2 separate regions of the Danio rerio genome follow, and region 1 is linked to region 2. The links are chromatin contacts, called in public HiChIP or PLAC-seq maps. All regions are on one chromosome and are shown on one strand. Each heading gives the region's core, a stretch centred on a gene start, on an enhancer-like site or on the middle of the called end of the contact. The rest is flanking DNA. Distances are from core to core; before and after follow the strand shown. Region 1 holds the start of jade3 (jade family PHD finger 3). Region 2 holds the start of gtpbp6 (GTP binding protein 6 (putative)).

Region 1 (4,973 bases), core at 165-2,664, 71 kb after region 2:
AATAACATTTATTCTTGGAGTGAAGGAGAGTAAAATTCATTTATATGTGTGTTCTTTTATTTCTACAATCAAATATAAATTACTAAAAACTTAACAGAATTATTCTAAATATGCGAGTTTAAGGAGCTTGTTCATGATGGCACCTAGAGTCACTGAACAATTCTTTTTTCAAATGAATCAAACGACTCGACTCACTGAATCAAACGCGCCTCCGACACCTTCTTTGTATTTTCAAAGCATTATTTACATTTGCATGTTTATTAATAAAAATGTTACCTAGTTAATGTCCATTTATAATGCTGAAAAAACGCTCGACGAGTAGCACACACGTTTAAGCCTGCGGTCAGGGATTTCGCGGGAAGCAGTGGGGGGAACGGAAGCTCAAGGAGGGCATTCCCGAATTCCAACAACTACACTTCCGTTCCAAACTTTCTAATGCACCGTGCGCCTACCACCGTCAGGGTTAATGCATGTTTTGTCATCTATAATTACATTTTACAAAGTACACTCCATTATCATACTCATTTTTATCAGTTAAATCACACATTTCGCTACTTTACCGAACATTAAAGACAAAAACATTATGCAATGCTTTAAAAACAAAGTTGCTTCATTACAAGATCCATATGCAGAACGAAAAGCGACGCATTTTAGCGAATAAGCAAAACTATGCACCTTTAATAAACACCATGCAAAAGAAAACAATTTAAACATCACGTCGCCTGTTTGTAAACCCAAAGCATGATGCAACGAGGAGAAATATGTCCACTTTTAATTTTCTTAAACTAAGGTTCAGGTTTATAACGTTACTCGTGCTGAATGCACAGATCAACTCTAGAAGTTCACACAGTTAACGTTAAATAAAGAACCGGATGGTAAACAGAAGCGCTTAGCTGTCTCACAAACAGCAGCACTGTGCCCATGTGTGAGCATGAACCGCTGCTGGCCTCCATTGCTGAACACGCGAGGGTTCCTGACGGCCTTGGCGCCAAACTCGAGCCGCCCTACATGACGAACCCTCTCCAGTCACTACAATCCCCTCTGTGCTGACATATTACCACTGACTGTGCGTATATAACCGCGTTCAGTGCGCGTTCGCAATGTTTAACCTAAACATAATTATATCGCTGATACCAACACTGTCCTAGTTGAATAATGAGGACGTAAAACGCTTCTCGGAGGAATGGTAGGAGGCAGCAGGCCCCTCAGCCTGGAGAACTGGCACACTGAGCCCTGTGTGAAGACACGAGCAGTATTGTTCGAGATGCACCCTTACCTAACATCCAAAAATGCTGTGCTTCAGGACGATCGTGAGCGCCGATAGACTCCGCAAGGCTGTCTTCAAGTCAGCAGCGCTGAGGTGCAGTAAATACCGGTGTTTTCCGTATTTTTCTGGTTTCTGTCCCACTGTCAATATCCCAAAAGCAGAAATCACCCTCTTCACCACGACACAACAGCTCTATTGTACTACCCAAACGCTGGGTCCTAGAGCCCGCCCCGTTCACGGCCCCACTGCTTGCCCAGCCAGGGGAAGCAGATTTCTTTTCAGGGGTAGTTAAATGTCCCCTTACAGTGCTGTGATGGAGGTAACGTTAGAATTTAGATTAAAGTCACAGTATTTTAGCTAAATTAGTATTTATTACGATATAATACAGCACTTTTTCTCATAAAGGGCCCAAAACTATACTTGATTGAGGGCTGTGGGCAGAAGATAAATATAGCAAACAGTTAAGGTCAACATGGGTATTTTCCTAATTTATATTCCTAATATATATATATATATATATATATATATATATATATATATATATATATATATATATATATATATATATATAAATAGAAAACATTGCTTTATATTAACTAATGCAGTATAATTTAAAAGATAATATATATAAATATAATGAACGTATTACAGTAAAAACAATTCCATTGATTACACAATGGAGTTCAATGGCAAATAACAACACAAGTCAAGCTTTTGCATCAATTTGCCCACAATGTGCATTGTCCTCTATTCAACAAGAGACAGTATTTACATTATTATAAACCTGATTCCTTGTCAACATTTAATTTAAATGCTTAATTTTAAATTGCTATAAAACAGACAAAAAGATTACTTTAAATTTAAAATGACAATCTCTGTAAAAAATATTCTCTTCAATGCTCCTCATCATTCTCTTTTCAGATGAGATGGTAGGCCAAATAAAAGCTGTCATGAGTATATGGGTAAAATATATATATATATATATATATATATATATATATATATATATATATATATATATATATAGTGTATAATACAACGCTACATTGGTGAACTGTCATTCACCAAAGAAACCTACTTAAAGAAAAGAAAATATTTTTCTACCAAACAAACTTGTCAGTCATATTTAGAATAAAAATAATTTGAATACATTTAAATACATTATTTCACCTATATTTTTTATATCACATAAATCACAAAATTGGTTTGAAACGCATTTAATGCATCTCATTTTGACTCATTTTGCAATATATACCAAAGCAAACATTCCATGGAATTTACTAAAATAAATGTATTATACACATAGCTTTATATAACATAACACTTCTTGTTTTTAGCACGGTAGAAAACTGATTTAATGATTAATATTGTGCATTTTTAAGATTCTTTTATAACCAGCAAGGTAAAAATCTGTCCTACCAGAATTAAACTATTAATTTCAACCTGTCCCCTGATGTTTATATTGGACCCCTGAAGAAAATACAACTTTTTTGTGCTCAACAAATCAGACAACTACTCTAACTCTTTTTGTTTTTTTTAAACATGATATTTGAATACTTTTTACTGACAGAAAGAGATTATTATTAAAGAAATTATTATAAAAGCAATGCGGTCAAAATTCAGAACCACAACATTTCACAACACCACTTACAGTTACTCACAATCTCTTTCTCTGAGCAAATATGTACTCAACTAACAAAACTATTCACTAGTTGGCATTTGTCGTAATACATTCACATTTAGTGTTGTGCTTATTTGCATGTGGAAAAAAGATGAGACAACTTTCGATCAGTATGATTGTATTGACAAATCACAGTTATTATTCATCCCTAAAAAACTGTCTTGTACAAATAGGAACATTTAGAAGAAAAAAAAAAAAATCACTATTTTTTCTTTTGAAGTGTACAAATGATTCTGGTCACAGAAAAGTTGTTGTGCTCTTTAAAATGATCCTAGAAAAATAGAACAATGTAAAGGAGACGATTAATGCTCCTGTTTAGTAGTACATTCGACCTATCAGTTTCAGCATTTACATTCTTTTCAGAACAGTGCTACTGTAAAAACTTATACAATAAAAACAGATGTCATTTGAAAAACAAGACAATACTGAAAAAAACATACAAATAAAAAGCTATGCTAACTGTAAAATAAAATACATTTATATCGGTCATATAAAAAAATCTAATTCAATACAATTCATGTTTTTAGGCATGTGACAAAATCTGAACAATATTGTTTTTACATCTAACAAATATACACAGGCATGATGACTATACACTAAGTAAAGGAGACGTACTGTATACAGCCAAGACAGAGTAAAACAATTTCCAGCTATACATTTATGAAAAAAAAGGAAATTCAATAAATATCTATATAATCAAATTCATTATTTTCAGCATAAGCGATGAAATTGTCCACAGCAATGTTTGATTAGACTTTAGTTCTAGTACTCTATCTAAAGGCACTTGCCTTCTTGATTGGATCCAAATAAACTCGCTGACAATATGTCAATATAATCAACATGAAAATGTCAAATTGTCAGATCCACCCTAGAACAATTTTCTGTTTTTTTTCTGGAGGAAAAAAAAGTGAATAGTGGTTTTAACCCATTAAATGGTCTCAGTGGCATCACATATGATGTAATTTCATTATACTGTATCAAAATTGACAAAACCAAGAAAATTTGAACCCACGTTAAATTGAGCTGACCCTCTGCCCCAGTTTCACAGGCCCATCTGCATGTCAGCAAAGTTGAAAAAGTTGTCAACATCACGCGAGGATGTATTTTTGCTCTCAGAAACAAACAGCTGCAGGAAAACATAGAAAAAAGCATGAAAAAAGACTAAATATACTTAAATAGACTTTTACAGGGCATCCTCAATAAATACTAGTGGTGTAACAGATCACAAATCTCACGGTTCGAATCACACTACGATTTTTGAGTCACGGATCAGACCATTTTAGGATCAGCAAAAAAGGAGGAGACAAATGTCATTTGCTTTCCATTTATACAAAAGTATTTAAGCAAAAAGCATTGCTTTTAACAAACAGAACTTAGAACCTGTCATTTTAAAAAATAAAGAATGAACCAGCTGTAAAAAAAAAAAAAAAAGGAAAATATTCAATACGAAAAATGATGTTTGCTACTGCTGCTGATAATGCTTAATATAGAAATCTAACATTACAACAAATCATAATGCTTTTAATTAACAATTCAACAATGCACAAAATAAACTTCATGTTTCGTTATAGGTGGATGATTTCTGAAAACCTATTCAGTGACGTAATTTTGATGGTTGTTTGTCACCACCTATTGGTTACACAATGTAATTGCTACAACATTCACCAGCATCAAGATTCATTAAACGGTGATTTTAGTCTTTACCATTAACATCAGTGTTAATATCTGAACTATAAACTGTGCTCTTTCAGTACCTCTGTGTTATTTAATTGTTATTAACTAACTAATGTTTTTTTTCTTCACTCTCACCAATTGGTGACGTTTTTTTTCCTCGCGGCTGTCGCCACTGGCTTGCATGGTTCAGGATCTGTAGAGCTACGCATCGATGGATTTGCTTCAGGTCAGCTTCCAGCCACCGCCGCTGAGACTGCAGCTCTGCACAAGATGTTCGGCCAGCGGAGAAATGGAAATGGTCGTGCTTAACTGAGTCTGGTTTCTCTCAAGGTTTTTTCTTCACTTTTGCCA
Region 2 (4,710 bases), core at 1,164-3,663:
GTGTCACAAGGTCCTTCAGAAATCATTCTAATATCCTGATTTGGTCCTCAAGAAAAAAAATCGTATCAATGTTGAGAACAGCTATGTGCTTAATATTTTTGTGGAAACACATTTTTTTCCAAGATTCTTTGATGATAAAAATGAAATTCAATTAGTTCAGTTAATCAAAATAACAGAATCTATTTGAAGCAAAAGTTCTGTAATACACAATACACAATACTCCGGGTGTGTGTTCACAGTAACAGTATATTCACTGATGTATGTGCATGGAGCACAAATTCTGAGTATGGGCCGACATTCTTGGTCACATCATTACTTTAACTTCAATTTTCACTTTAATTTTGCAACAATATAAATGTCTCAGGCATCACAATGGCCCAGTGAGCAGCGCTCTCGCCACACAGCAGGAAGGTCACTGGTTCAAGCCCTGGCGGGGTCAGTTGACATTTCTGTGGCCGTCGTGCATGTGTGTGAATGTGAGTGAATGGGTGTTTCCCACTTCTAGGTTCCACTGCCTAAAACACATGCTGGATAAGTTGGCAGTTCATTCCACTGTGGTGACCTCAGATTAATAAAGGGACTGAGCCAAAGGAAAATGAAGGAAAATGAAGGAAAATGAAGGAATGAATATATGTCTCAACTCACTTTTCTGTGTGTGACAAGCAGCTTTCCATCAGGTCCAAAAACCGAGCAGGTGTTGTAGAGCTTCCCTCCATCCTCCTCTGGAATGGAACCTACAATATGGAAAAATCACATCAGTGGCATGGAAATTAATAGAAAAATCATGTGTGGTACAGAAAATCCCGGACACATGATGAATGACTGGCATGAACAAGTCTAATGTGCTGGCTTGTGTCATAGGGTCTTACCACCAACTAAATAGATCCCACACTTTTTGGCGGTCTCTGACAACACCTGCGTGGACTCTCCAGGAATTTTCTCAGCATACTCTTTAAAAAACCCAGTTCCATAAGGCGAGTTGAAGCACTCCTATAAATAAACATGGATAATGTATAATGAAATGTTTTACATAAACTAATTACAATGTACCAAACACTTCATACAATACTGGTGAATAATATATAACCCAAGGATGTAATACTCACTGGTAAAACAACAACTTTTGCACCTTGTCCTGCAGCCTCCGTCACAAGTGTTTGTGCTCTTCCTAAATTGTCTGCTTTAATCTTTGACACATGCAACTGCACCACAGCCAGTCGAAACTCTAGAGGGCAGAAGATCAATAGTTTGTTTATTAGCCACTGCAAGATCAATGATTCACAACTCACAACTTCAACTTCAAACCAGCAGTCTCATCCGAAGGATTTTGTTTTGGGAGTTTTGCACATTTGTCAAATGAAATACACCAGCTTTATTGAAGTTTTGATTTCTTTAAAGTTGAAGGCTAAGTAAAAACGTTGTTTATACGAAATAGGGCTTCACAGTAAAAAAAGAAAAAAAAATCTGTAAATTAGTATTTTTCATATTTAGCAATTCATGTTTTTTTTTACTTATTTATGTTTTTCGATTGCAATATGCGATCTCTTTCCTCTGCAGTAAGCAAAATAATGTTGAGAAGTTTGAAAACGGACTTTTGTTGACATTTTTAATAGCTTGAAGTGATATTTGATTTATTCCCTGTGTTTGTATTGTAAATTACTGCACAAAAACCTAGTAATAAACTGCCAGTGCTTTGTTTTATACAAGTTATTTTACAGACTTCATTCTCTCTAGATTATTTCCTAAACAATATTTTGTCTCAAACTACTAAAATGCAAATTAAAGTCATAAAAGTTGAATTTTCAACATCAAAAGTCGACAGAGCTGAGATAAAACTGCCGTATAACGCAGTTCAAAACCTTAAATGAACAGAAAACACCATGTGAACCACAAAATGCCTTTTAAATATCTGTTATTTAATAGATAATTTTAGTCAAAACGTAAACAAAATCATATTTGTACATTGAAGAAGCCCAAAACTTTCACAATGTAAAGTAAAATGACGCATATTCATATAGTCACCAAATAAAAATATGATATAACATAATTCAAACACTGAGCAAATGTGTATACCAAAAATATATTTATACTCACTCGACATTGCCTTAACGATACCAGACATTGTTATACTGTTCTGAACAGTAAGTTGTGCAGAAGTATCATGCAGGACCCTTACTACTACCAGTCAAATTAAAAGTCCTCGATTGGATTCCAAAATATAAGTCCTGTTTTCATATTTTTGCTGTCGTTAGGAAGGGTTGTGTGTAACTATTCAACAAACTATAAACACTTACATTTATTAATATATTTATAAAATACATGACGTTTATATAAATGTGTATTTAAAAGAGAAAAACTAAGATTATGTAGTATTATCCTATTTCACAGGCGGCGCAGTTGAGTTAAACGCCTCAGTTTAACACAAGAGAAGAAGATGGATCAAAACATGCACACGGAAACTCATCATTAGTGTGTTAGTTAAGTCAAACAAATTGCTTTCTGGAATATTTTGCTTTATGTGCGTTTAGCGTTCAATGTAAAGGTAACGTTCAATGATTTGGCTGTTTATTATTTTGTAACATAAACCTGAAAAAAATGAATCTGAACAAAATCAGTGTCTTGACCAGACATGTGTTTTTATGCAAACATGTTCTGAGCAGGTCATACGTGAGATTTGCTAAATGTGAAGTAGTCAGATTTCCTCAGTGTGCCTCAAAATTAATTGTAAACACATTACCATCCCAAAGTTTAAAGCCTGGGCTTGTGGTTCCAGTTCTGCCTGCAAGGACTTTGTCTTTGACAGCTCGCATGTTCAAATATGACAACACAGATGACAATAATGTAGAGGAAGATGAAATTGATGACGCAGAAATAGAGAAGCTGTTTCAGGAGCAAATCCCCTCTGGTATTGGTAAAGAAGACCACAGGGTCTTCATTGTTCACCCAGATGTAAAATGGGGGAGCAGAAAGCAATATCTGACCACAGGTAAATTAGTCTTGTTTTACCATTTTAAAATGTGTCACACTACAATTGAGTTAAAGTTGGTTGTATATTTGCACATTCGTTCAGTGGCAACTTGTGACTGACATGCCCCCTATATTGTTTACTATAGTACTTTAAATGTTCGGTTGTAACAACACATTTAATTATAACTTGAAAATAATATTTTTATTATTTTTTTACTGTAAACAACGTAGTTCTCTAATAGTCATTGGATGCTGATATCATTTCACTTTTTACATTGGCAAAGAATGCTTTTCTGAAATGAATTTATTAAGGAGAAGGTCTGAATGTGTGTATGTAAAACCAACTTTACCTCAGTCACACTACATAATGCATAGTTGCTCTTTAAAACAGCGGCACTTCAGATGGAAGAGGCTGTTGGCCTGGTGAAAACTTTACACAAGTGGAGTGTTGTTGATAAGCTCATCCTCTCCACCAAGACGCCGGAGAAGAAAAGAATTTTCGGGAAAGGAAACTTTCAGATGCTTACAGGTATGTGTAGTGCTGGTTTAGAATTGTAAAAAGTTAACTAGACACAAACTGACTTCAGTATATTTCTAGAGAAGATTAGAGCTACTCCTGGGGTCACAGCTGTCTTTGTGAACGTGGAACGTCTTTCACCTTCATCAGAAGTGAGTATTTAGAGAACAAACTGCTGAAATGTTCAATTTAAACAGGAGTCCCAAGCATTTTAAGAAGTAAAAACCAGTACATTCATTTTTTTATTCAGCTTCAACTTTTTTAAATTTAAGAAACAGACCATGAATATATTAGATTATATTGCATTTATTGTATATAAACCACACACACACACACACACACACACACACACACACACACACACACACACACACACACACACACACACACACACACATATTTATATACTATTGTAATATTACTGTAGACCATGGGAGGTCTTGGAGTGAAAAAGTTTAGTACTGCTGCGACAAATGTTTCTGAATACTATGATTATGATTATTTTCTAAGATGCCACATGTTGTATCTGCATGGTTATTACTGGTATATTGTATTAGATTCAGTGTGGCTGTTATTGGATCTGAAGTTCTATCTTGTAACGCATTTGTAGTTAAAGTGTTTTTCATTTTTCAAAGAATCATGCAATGTGCTCTGCTTATGTTTCAGAAAGACTTAGAGGAAGCCTGGGGAGTTAAGGTGCTTGACAGATACTCACTTGTCCTGCACATTTTCCGCTGTAACGCTAAAACAAAAGAAGCCAAACTGCAGATCTCTTTAGCAGAGATTCCCTTGTTCAGGTAAATTATGTTAGTTATTAAAATCTTCTCCTAAATGTTTTCTGATTACATTTATGAGTTATGTACATTTCTGACAGTTATTAAATTAACTGTTATTTTTCAGTTACCACTGTTTAAAGGTTTGGGAGGGTGTGATATGATCAGTGTAATAGAAGATAGATAGGCTAAATATTTTTTTAAGCATTGCAATAGTTTGAAATGTTTTAACAACACATTTGTTTTTTGAATGCAAAAGATCACGCCTGAGAAATGAGGTTGCAAATTTAGACCAGCAAGGTGGTGGCCCAAGGTACATTATGGGTTCTGGTAAGGACAAAAACAACATTCTAATACTTAAAACATTTATTCCAGGGTTATTTTCAATCCTGGGAATACAGTATGTATTTAAGTAGAACTCAAATGTTGTTTTCAGGTGAAACCCTGTATGAA

What was found. HiChIP or PLAC-seq counts read pairs in DNA pulled down with a chosen protein or histone mark.
Region 1: an H3K4me3 HiChIP or PLAC-seq map of gastrula embryo shows a contact between it and region 2, with 2.3 times the contacts expected there. The contact joins the promoter of jade3 here to the promoter of gtpbp6 in region 2. A contact is called at or near these places in 2 of 4 datasets of contacts at active chromatin or transcription factors (embryo and gastrula embryo).

Annotation. Positions count from the first base shown.
Region 1 is chr6:40,069,730-40,074,702 of GRCz12tu, forward strand. jade3 (jade family PHD finger 3) reads right to left here and starts at 1,415. Exons shown (of 12, transcript NM_201652.2): 1 at 1,277-1,415. rp2 (RP2 activator of ARL3 GTPase) reads right to left here. Exons shown (of 6, transcript NM_213446.1): 5 at 3,961-4,074; 6 at 3,161-3,840. The coding sequence ends at 3,991.
Region 2 is chr6:39,997,501-40,002,210 of GRCz12tu, forward strand. It overlaps gtpbp6 (GTP binding protein 6 (putative)), which reads left to right and starts at 2,414. Exons shown (of 9, transcript XM_073954341.1): 1 at 2,414-2,986; 2 at 3,359-3,496; 3 at 3,566-3,636; 4 at 4,151-4,281; 5 at 4,517-4,587; 6 at 4,694-4,710. The coding sequence starts at 2,596. nit2 (nitrilase family, member 2) reads right to left here and starts at 2,199. Exons shown (of 10, transcript NM_205611.3): 1 at 2,095-2,199; 2 at 1,107-1,225; 3 at 870-990; 4 at 646-734. The coding sequence starts at 2,122.